Linked DNA regions of Mus musculus: region 1 is linked to region 2. A link is a contact called in public ChIA-PET data. All regions are on one chromosome and are shown on one strand. Each heading gives the region's core, a stretch centred on a gene start, on an enhancer-like site or on the middle of the called end of the contact. The rest is flanking DNA. Distances are from core to core; before and after follow the strand shown.

What was found. ChIA-PET counts read pairs in DNA pulled down with a chosen protein or histone mark.
Region 1: an RNA polymerase II ChIA-PET map of memory CD8 T cells shows a contact between it and region 2, with 66 read pairs. The contact joins the promoter of Slc25a36 here to the enhancer-like site in region 2. A contact is called at or near these places in 9 of 39 promoter capture datasets (the C10 cell line, the HPC-7 cell line, cranial neural crest and 5 more), 1 of 484 Hi-C or Micro-C datasets (CD4 T cells), 15 of 115 datasets of contacts at active chromatin or transcription factors (the SCID.adh cell line, bone marrow-derived macrophages, craniofacial prominence and 9 more) and 1 of 9 other capture datasets (liver).

The regions. Positions count from the first base shown.
Region 1 is chr9:97,109,478-97,113,288 of GRCm38.p6, reverse strand. It overlaps Slc25a36 (solute carrier family 25, member 36), which reads left to right and starts at 2,248. Exons shown (of 7, transcript NM_138756.4): 1 at 2,248-2,378. The coding sequence starts at 2,338.
Region 2 is chr9:96,933,302-96,937,630 of GRCm38.p6, reverse strand. No RefSeq gene overlaps it. Among named protein-coding and RNA genes, the nearest start is that of Gm51657, 38 kb to the right of the region's middle. Within about 2 kb of position 1,505, at least 70 of the 459 cell types and tissues checked have an H3K27ac peak or open chromatin away from gene starts, as enhancers often do. A contact at or near this core is called in the HPC-7 cell line, the SCID.adh cell line, bone marrow-derived macrophages and 2 more, where this site is marked.

The sequences.
Region 1 (3,811 bases), core at 999-3,498, 170 kb before region 2:
TTCACAGCCGCAGCGTTGGGGACAGCCTCAGAGTGGAAACAAGGGCTCGTTCTCTGAATACCGATCAGTCAAGTATTCAGTCAAGCAACGAGGTTCTGCCGTGAAAGGGAACGAAGCATCCATCCTGCAGCAACACTCGAGTGGATTTCGAAGACACTTTTAGTGAAAAATTCCTCACACCAAAGGCCACACACCATTTTTAAAAATATGTATTTATTTATAAGTAATGTGCGGCATAGACAAAACCAGAGGGATAGAAACTAGATCAGTGGTTTCTAGGGAAGAGGAGGGGCGAATGGGAGCGACTCCTAACAAACACGTGGCTGCATTGTGGGTGAGGAAGCGGTCGGGAAATAGGTCGGTGAGGGCTACACAACCAGGAAAATATACTAAAACCCACCAAACCACACACACACACACACACACACACACACATATATATATATATATATATATATATATATATATATATATATATATATATATATATATATATATATATATATATATATATATACTTTTTCGGGACAGGGTTTCTCTGTGTAGCCCTGGCTGTCCTTCTGTCTACCTCTGTAGACCAGGTTGGCCTCGAACTCAGAAATCCACCTGCCACTGCCTCTCAAGTGCTGGGATTAAAGTTGTGCGCTACCACTGCCCGGCTAAACCACACATTTTAAAGAGACATGTGTCCTGGGAGTTGTGTCTCAACACAACTGCCATATAAAGAAAATACCCGTTGGATGTCTTGCGGAAATCTTTGTCATTTGGCTAGGGTTGTCGTCACTCTTTGTGTCCGCTCTTCCAGTTTTGCCCCTTTGTCATCCTTTCCCGCTCTAATAGACTGTTCTCATTTCAACAGTAAAGCTCAGAAGTCAGGCTGTACTGGGGGTGAGTTGGGTAAGCCCTGGGCCAAGGACTTTGGTTGCAGTGCCCCTCCCCCAACAATAATAATCAGATAAGGAACACTCTGCACTGCTGAAATGCTTTAAGTAATTTACACACTCAGTCCTTTACAGTGGCATGGACATTTGCAGTCTGTACGTTTTGTAGGAATTTAGTTGCCGGACAACACGGAGAGAGCTAAAGCAGTTAGAATTTTGTCAAGTTGTGCCCGTAAGTGGCTCTGGAAAATTTCATGTGGGCTGGAAAGGGTGATGGGGCCCCTGCAAATGGAAGGGCAGTTTTATGGGGGAGGGGGATGAAGAGAAAGAAATAATGAGATATATTTCTGTTCCTTCTGTGTGATTAGCATATTGATATCTATTTATTTTATTTTGACGATTCATCTGTACCTTGCAAATAAGCAGTTAACAAAAAATTGAAATAATGGCCATTTTCTAGAGAAAGAAAACTTTCCCTAGTCCAACATATACATGTAAGAAATGTGTTGATTAGTAAAATAAGTAGCTGGTTTATTCCTGTAGTAAACCTTCACATTTTAATCTACTTGCCTTTTATTGAACACTTTTCCCTCATGTGACTCTACCTTAGACCTGTCAGGAATTCTCCGTCAGCATTCCATCTCAGGAATGTTCCACAGAGTGTGGACCGCCTTTAATCCCTTCACTTGGGAGTCTAAGGCTTGCACAGGTCTCTGAGTTGGAGGGCAAGCCCCAGAGAGCAGCCAGGGTTGGTCTCAAAGTGAGATTTTGCATCTCTTTCCTGACCAAAAAACAAAAAACAAACAAAAAAAAAAAACCAAAAAAACCCGATTTATCTCGCCACTCCACAACAGATCCCAATTTAACGCTTATGTTTAATGATCATGTTTAATGCCGTGCTGTTTGTGAGAGTGCAAGCGAGTATATTCGCACAAGTGATTTCCAAGGCAAACACGGGGAAACAGAAAGGCTCAGTTCTAAACCCAAAAACTTGCTGTGGCCCTGGGCCGCTAGGGTTTTATCCTAGATCGTCAAGAGCCGGCCAGCGCAGGTTAAGTGGCGAGGGCTGAGCGACCTGCTGATCAGCGCATCGGATGAGAGTGCGAGCCGACCCACTACGCACCAGCAAGCATTCCCGTCCTGCCCCACGGCCCTTCATTGAAGAGCCCCCTGGGCGATCACGTGAAAGAGGCGTGCGAACCTCGTGACGTCACGCGGCCTAAGCCAATAGGAGCTTCTGTTTATGTAGGGACCTCCGACTCCTCACGACTCTCACTGCGCAGTCCGACGGAGCTCGCTGGAGCAGGAACCCCGTGGGGTGGGTTCGCGGGTGGCCTTCCGCAGCGGCGGCTCCGCCCACTCCCTTGCGTCCCCCTTCTTGGCCCTCGCCGCTGGCCGTGGCGGCCTGCTGGGTCCGCGTCCCGCCTCTACTCCCGGAGGACATGCAGAAGAGAGAATGAGCCAGAGGGACACGCTGGTGCATCTGTTTGCCGGGGGGTAAGGTCGCTGGGGCGCGCGGGCTGGAGGCCACGGGCCTGCGAAGGCCACGCCGAGCCTGGGCGGGGGCAGGGCGTGAGTCGCGGCCTAGCTCGTCCGGTACTGCGCGACAGCGGAGGCACACGGACCCGGACCTCGCGGAGGAGGCTCGGCCATGGCGACAAAATGGGAGCAGGCTCGGCCTCCCCGTCCCGCACGACTGGGCCTCACGTTGCCCACGTTCGCGGGCGACCTTGTTTCCGGCCGCCGCTGCGCCTTTGCTGCTGGCCGGCGTCGTAGCCGGCGGGGAAGGCGTTGCAGTGCTCGCCCGCGGTGCGCAGAGGTTATTTCCAGCTTCGGAAAATTTTCTCTCCCTTGCCTGCCCCGGTTTGCGGGAGATGGTGCAAAAGTGGCAGTGACTTTGAAATCAATCAATCTCTCTTTCTTTTCTTTTCTTTTCTTTTCTTTTCTTTTCTTTTCTTTTCTTTTCTTTTCTTGAGATGGGAAGGCAACCCCCTCCCCCCCCCCCCCGACCCTTCAGCACTGCCTGCTTTGGAGAAGGGGTATGGATGGTTTGAGAGAAGGCGACTACTAAATGAAATCATTATATATGTGTACAGGATTAGTGTGGAGCCCGAAGTCTGGTTTGCTGATCCCCCAGCTACAGCCATTTTGCTGAGCCAAGTTTGTTCCTCCATTCGATATGTTCCTTCCCAGTTATTTAGAGAAATAATAGAGCAACGTTAAGACTTTTACCTGCAAGACTATAAAGTTGTCACAAAAAATCGCTATGGTGAATTAACTTTTTAACCTATATAACAGAATAAAGTAGTATTTTAAAGTTTGGTGGTTTGATTCTTGGATCAGCCACTTTAAGGGATACATACATATATGTATGCATTCTTTGCATGGTTGTTTGCTTTGAGTTAATGTGTGGAGATTCTGTTGCCAATATGACAGTACTTTACATTGTTGTCACACATTTCATTCAACATTTATGATTCACCAATTTTGAACGGTCCACTATTCTGCCATTAAAGCAACTACTAATTTTATGAGGAGCAGTTTGCCTTTTGTGTTTCTAAAATGCTTCCTGCCAGTAAAGGGCTAATTTAATTTCTGCAGTACCTGTACTTGGCACCTGCTAGTCAAGTTCTCTGCCACTGGGCTCCATCCTCGGGCCCTTAGAACATTTTTTTTTCTGTTGTTTTGTTTTTGTTTTTCGAGACAGGGTTTCTCTGTGTAGCCCTGGCTGTCCAGGAACTGACTCTGTAGACCAGGCTGGCCTCGAACTCAGAAATCCGCCTGTCTCTGCCTCCAAAGTGCTGGGATTAAAGGTGTGTGCCACCACTGCCTGGTCCCTTAGAACATTTTATTAATCTCTCTTTCCCTCTCTCCTCCCCCCTCTTTCTCCGAGTGTGTGTGTTGGGGGGGGGGGCGGAGTAGGAGAAAGT
Region 2 (4,329 bases), core at 256-2,755:
CGAGGGGTTACGAACAAGAATATTGGGGACTTAAAGGCAATTTTATCATTGACAATCCCTCCCCATGTGAGCAACAACTCGGGAAAGCTGCATCCACAGAACTCCCTGAAAGAGCTGTGCTTAGCTCACCAATGGAGTGTTCCCTCTGCCCCCAGCAATTGTTTACTGCTTTTATGACCTTGCAAAGGGGCCGTGGGACTCTCGGGACTCTCTTTGTACGTTCCATTAGCTTCTTGAGGCTTTTAAGTTTTATTAACTTCCTGAATCTTACTGGGCCGTCCTCTTCTCTCCAGAAGGAAACATTTCAAATCAGAGAAGGTAGATAAACAACAAGCCCAAGTTCAATAGGAGCGAGGGACTTCGTGCTGCTTAGCTTTTGTCAGTTTTGTGTGCACTTGGAAGGAAGACATATTAGTTAAGAAGAAACCTCCATCAAAGTGGCTCCCAGGCAAGTCTTTGGGGCATTTTTTTGATTAATGTCCAGCTTTCTGTGTGGAGTCTCATTCCGGGGCAGGTGGTCCTGAGTTGTGTTAAGTCAGGCTGTGAACATCATGGAAAGCAAGTCAGTAGGCATCATTCCTCCGCGTCTTCGACTTTGGCTCCTGCCTTGCATTCCTGCCCTCAATTCCGTCAGGGATGAGTTGCTACCTCCAAGTGTCAGATGAAATAAACCCTTTTCACCCCCAGATCATAGTTTTGGTCATAGTGTTTATTATAACAATTGAAATCAAACTTGGAAAGACTTCAATATCTCAACACCATCCAGGCAAAACATCAATTAACAAACATGGGTGTTGGGCTAGAGAGATGATGGCTCGGTGGTGAAGAACACTTGTTCCAAATCATGAGGACTGGAGGGACTGGAGTTAAGAACCCAGCACCTATGTGACAAGTCGACTGTCCCCACAGATGTCTCTAACCCTAGTTCTGGGGGGGGGGGGGGAGTTGGAGAGAAGAGTCAGCAGTTAGCAGCTCATGTTCTTCTTGCACAAGACCTGAGTTTGGTTTCCAGCAATCACATCAGGCAGCTTACAATTGGAACTCTGGAGGATCTGACAACCTGTTCTGGTTATTGCATACATACATACACACACACACACACACACACACACACATACACACACACACACACATACACACACACACACACACATACACACACACACACACACACATACACACACACACACATACACACACACACACACACATACACACACACACATACACACACACATACACACACACACACATACACACACACACACACACACACACACATACACACACACACATACACACACACACACACACACACACACATACACACACACACACACACACACACACACAAGAACAATTTCCTTGATAAGCGCAGAGGTGATGATTTTTAATAAACTTCCTGCAAGCTGAATCTACCAGCCCATTACAAAGATCATACACCACGTGCTCACCTTGGTTTCACTCCAGAGATCCAAGGATGATCAAGATTCACCAATCAGCAAACCTAACGTGGCACTCAAACAGCATCAAAGACAAAGATCACATGACTGTAGGAGGCTCATACATCAACACAGGAAAAGCTGTATGCAACGAACCCACAGCTAACATCAGACTAAATTGGGGAAAAACTGAAACAATTTCTCTGAAAATCAGAAGTGGGACAAAGATTATTGCCTTTCATGGTAGCTGTTTGGATTAGAGCGGTACGGTAAGAGAGATGCATGAGAGGGTTATAAAGGTCAACCCTAGACTCCTCTGGACCTGTGAAAACAAACAAACAAAGACAACTCTGAAAGGATCAAAGACCTCAATGAAAGACGTGAAACTAACGGACAGGAAAACATAGAGGAAACCCTTCAGGACTTGGGCAGAAATAACGACTTCCTGAATACAACCCCCATCGCTCAAGAAACAATAGCGACGGCTGTCAAGCCGGATGTCATCAGCCACGTCCTTGCTTGTTGCAGAACTGTTCACAAGGTCACCTAATGAAATCAGCCGATGTATTCATCCATGGATGAGTGTGTGTGTGTGTGTGTGTGTGTGTGTGTGTGTGTGTGTGTAAATGTATACTATTCATTCATAAAAATGGAAAAATAATGTTAATGCAGGAAATGTTTTGCTGTGAAAATTGATTATCAGTTCATTTGGAAATGCAAAAGACCTCAAAGAGCTCTGGCCATCTTAGAAAAGAAGAGCAAAATAAAGGCCCACATTACCAGACACTGTGAGCTAATAAAGACATGATAATTGAGATAGTTCAATATTGGTTTAAGCAAAAATTAACAGACCAGAGACGAGAACAGAGGCCAAAAGCAGACCTAGGCTTGTGCCACTGCAGTTCGGTCAGGGAAAGATGTTCTCAGTAAATGTTGCTTAGATTTGTTGAATATCCATACAGGGAAGAAACGAACCTTCACTCTTGTATCACAGACAAAAGTTAAACTGAAATTGTCTATAAACCTAAACACAAAAGATGAGCAGAAACAACCAGGGTCCCAAATTGTGCAGAGGGGAAAAAAAAGACCTTCAGTTTGAGATGAGCAAGGCCTTACAACCCAGAGTGCTACTGTGGTAGTCATCTCTCAGGGTTCCTCCTCCTCCCCCTCCTTCCCATTGCCCTCCTCCTCCCCTTCCTCGACTGTCATGATGAGAGCATCTCTGCTGTCTCTACACTGCTCACTATGATGGGCTAAAACCTCTGAAATCATAAAGCCATAATAAGCCCTAATAGTTAACCTCTTCATTGCTTATTTTTTTGTGCATGCACACATGCTGTGCTGTGAATGTGGAAGTCAACGGACGATTTTGTGGGGGTCAGTTCACTCCTGTCTTTACATCAACAGGAGAACCCTCATCAACCCAGTGACAGGGACTTTAGTTTTCAGTCCCTGGGAATTGTACATTAAACTGATGTGTGGAAGGAAAAATCTGAATGCTTACAAGGGCCTGTCAGTGTTGGGAGGATGTGGAACAATTGAAATTCTTGAGCTGTAGAAATATACAATCCAGTTATCTAACTTTGAGATCATTACTCCTAATTGTCAACTTGACTAGATGTGGAGTTGGGAGAAAGATATGTCCTCTGAGTAGATCTGTGGGGGCCTTTCCAGAAAGGATTAGCCAAGAGAGTTGAGGCCTCCTCAGCCAGGGTGGGTGTCAGTGTCCAGCCATGGAGTAGCTGTAACAAGAGCTAAGGAGGAAGCAGGCTTGCTTTGCCAGCCTGCTTTCACTCCTTGCTGGTACCCTCATCTGCTCTGCTGCGTCTGCTGCTGCTGCGTCTGCTGCTGCCATACTTCACTGACATCAGAACCCATCTCTTCTGCTTCCAACATGGAGTGAAGACCACTGGGACATTCCAGACCACCACTGCCAGCTTGGGGCAGGGGGCATGAAGCCTCATGAGTGGGTTCCCAGCATCTCCAGTGTGAAGACAACCATTGTTGGAACTCTCAAGCCCCCATTGTGTAAGCCAGTCTAATAAAGTCTCTTTCATATGACATATTCATTTGGCCAATTCTGTTCAGAGAGAATACTGACTAATACAAACTTCCAGATATTTTCCCAAGGGAAGTGGGGAGAAAAAAAAAGCTCATAGAAAGATGTTACAGATATAGAAGTTTTAATTTAAATTTGTCTCAAATGGAAATAACCCAAAAGCTAATCAGTTAATGAATACATAAAATATAAATTCCATACAATGGGTTTCTACTCAGCAATAAAAATGAATGAACACACAGCAACATTGATGAACCTCAAAATTATTATATAAAGAGAATTACACTTTAGAAAGTCATTCTGGAGACGGGGAATTGACTCAGTAAGCACAGCATTTCCTGCCCAAGTGTGATGGTTGAGTTTGAATCCCCAGAACCCACACAGAGCTGGGTGCGACAGTGACTGTGTCTGTAATCCCAACCCTCTGCTTGAGATGGGATATGAGGACAGCATCCCGTGTGAAAGCTTTTGAGCCAGTTAGCCTGACATATCCAGCTATGAATAACAAAGAGGCTGTCTCAAGGCAGAAGCCAAGGACCAACACCCAAGATGTCCTCTGAACTCCGCACATGTGCTGTGGCATGTGTATAATCACACGCATGGGCATAAATGCACACATACACACACCACACAAATCCACACACATATGTATGGATCGTGCACATAAACACTCATAAAGGAAGGTCATATCTATTGTTCCAGCAATGAGGTTAACAGAAAATATGAACCCACAAGGAAAACAGCAGTGTAGTCATTGCCTGGGACTGGCGGGCACATTTCCAGAAAGTGCATGGGCTGGGGGTGGTGGGGGTTGTGCACGCTCTGAGT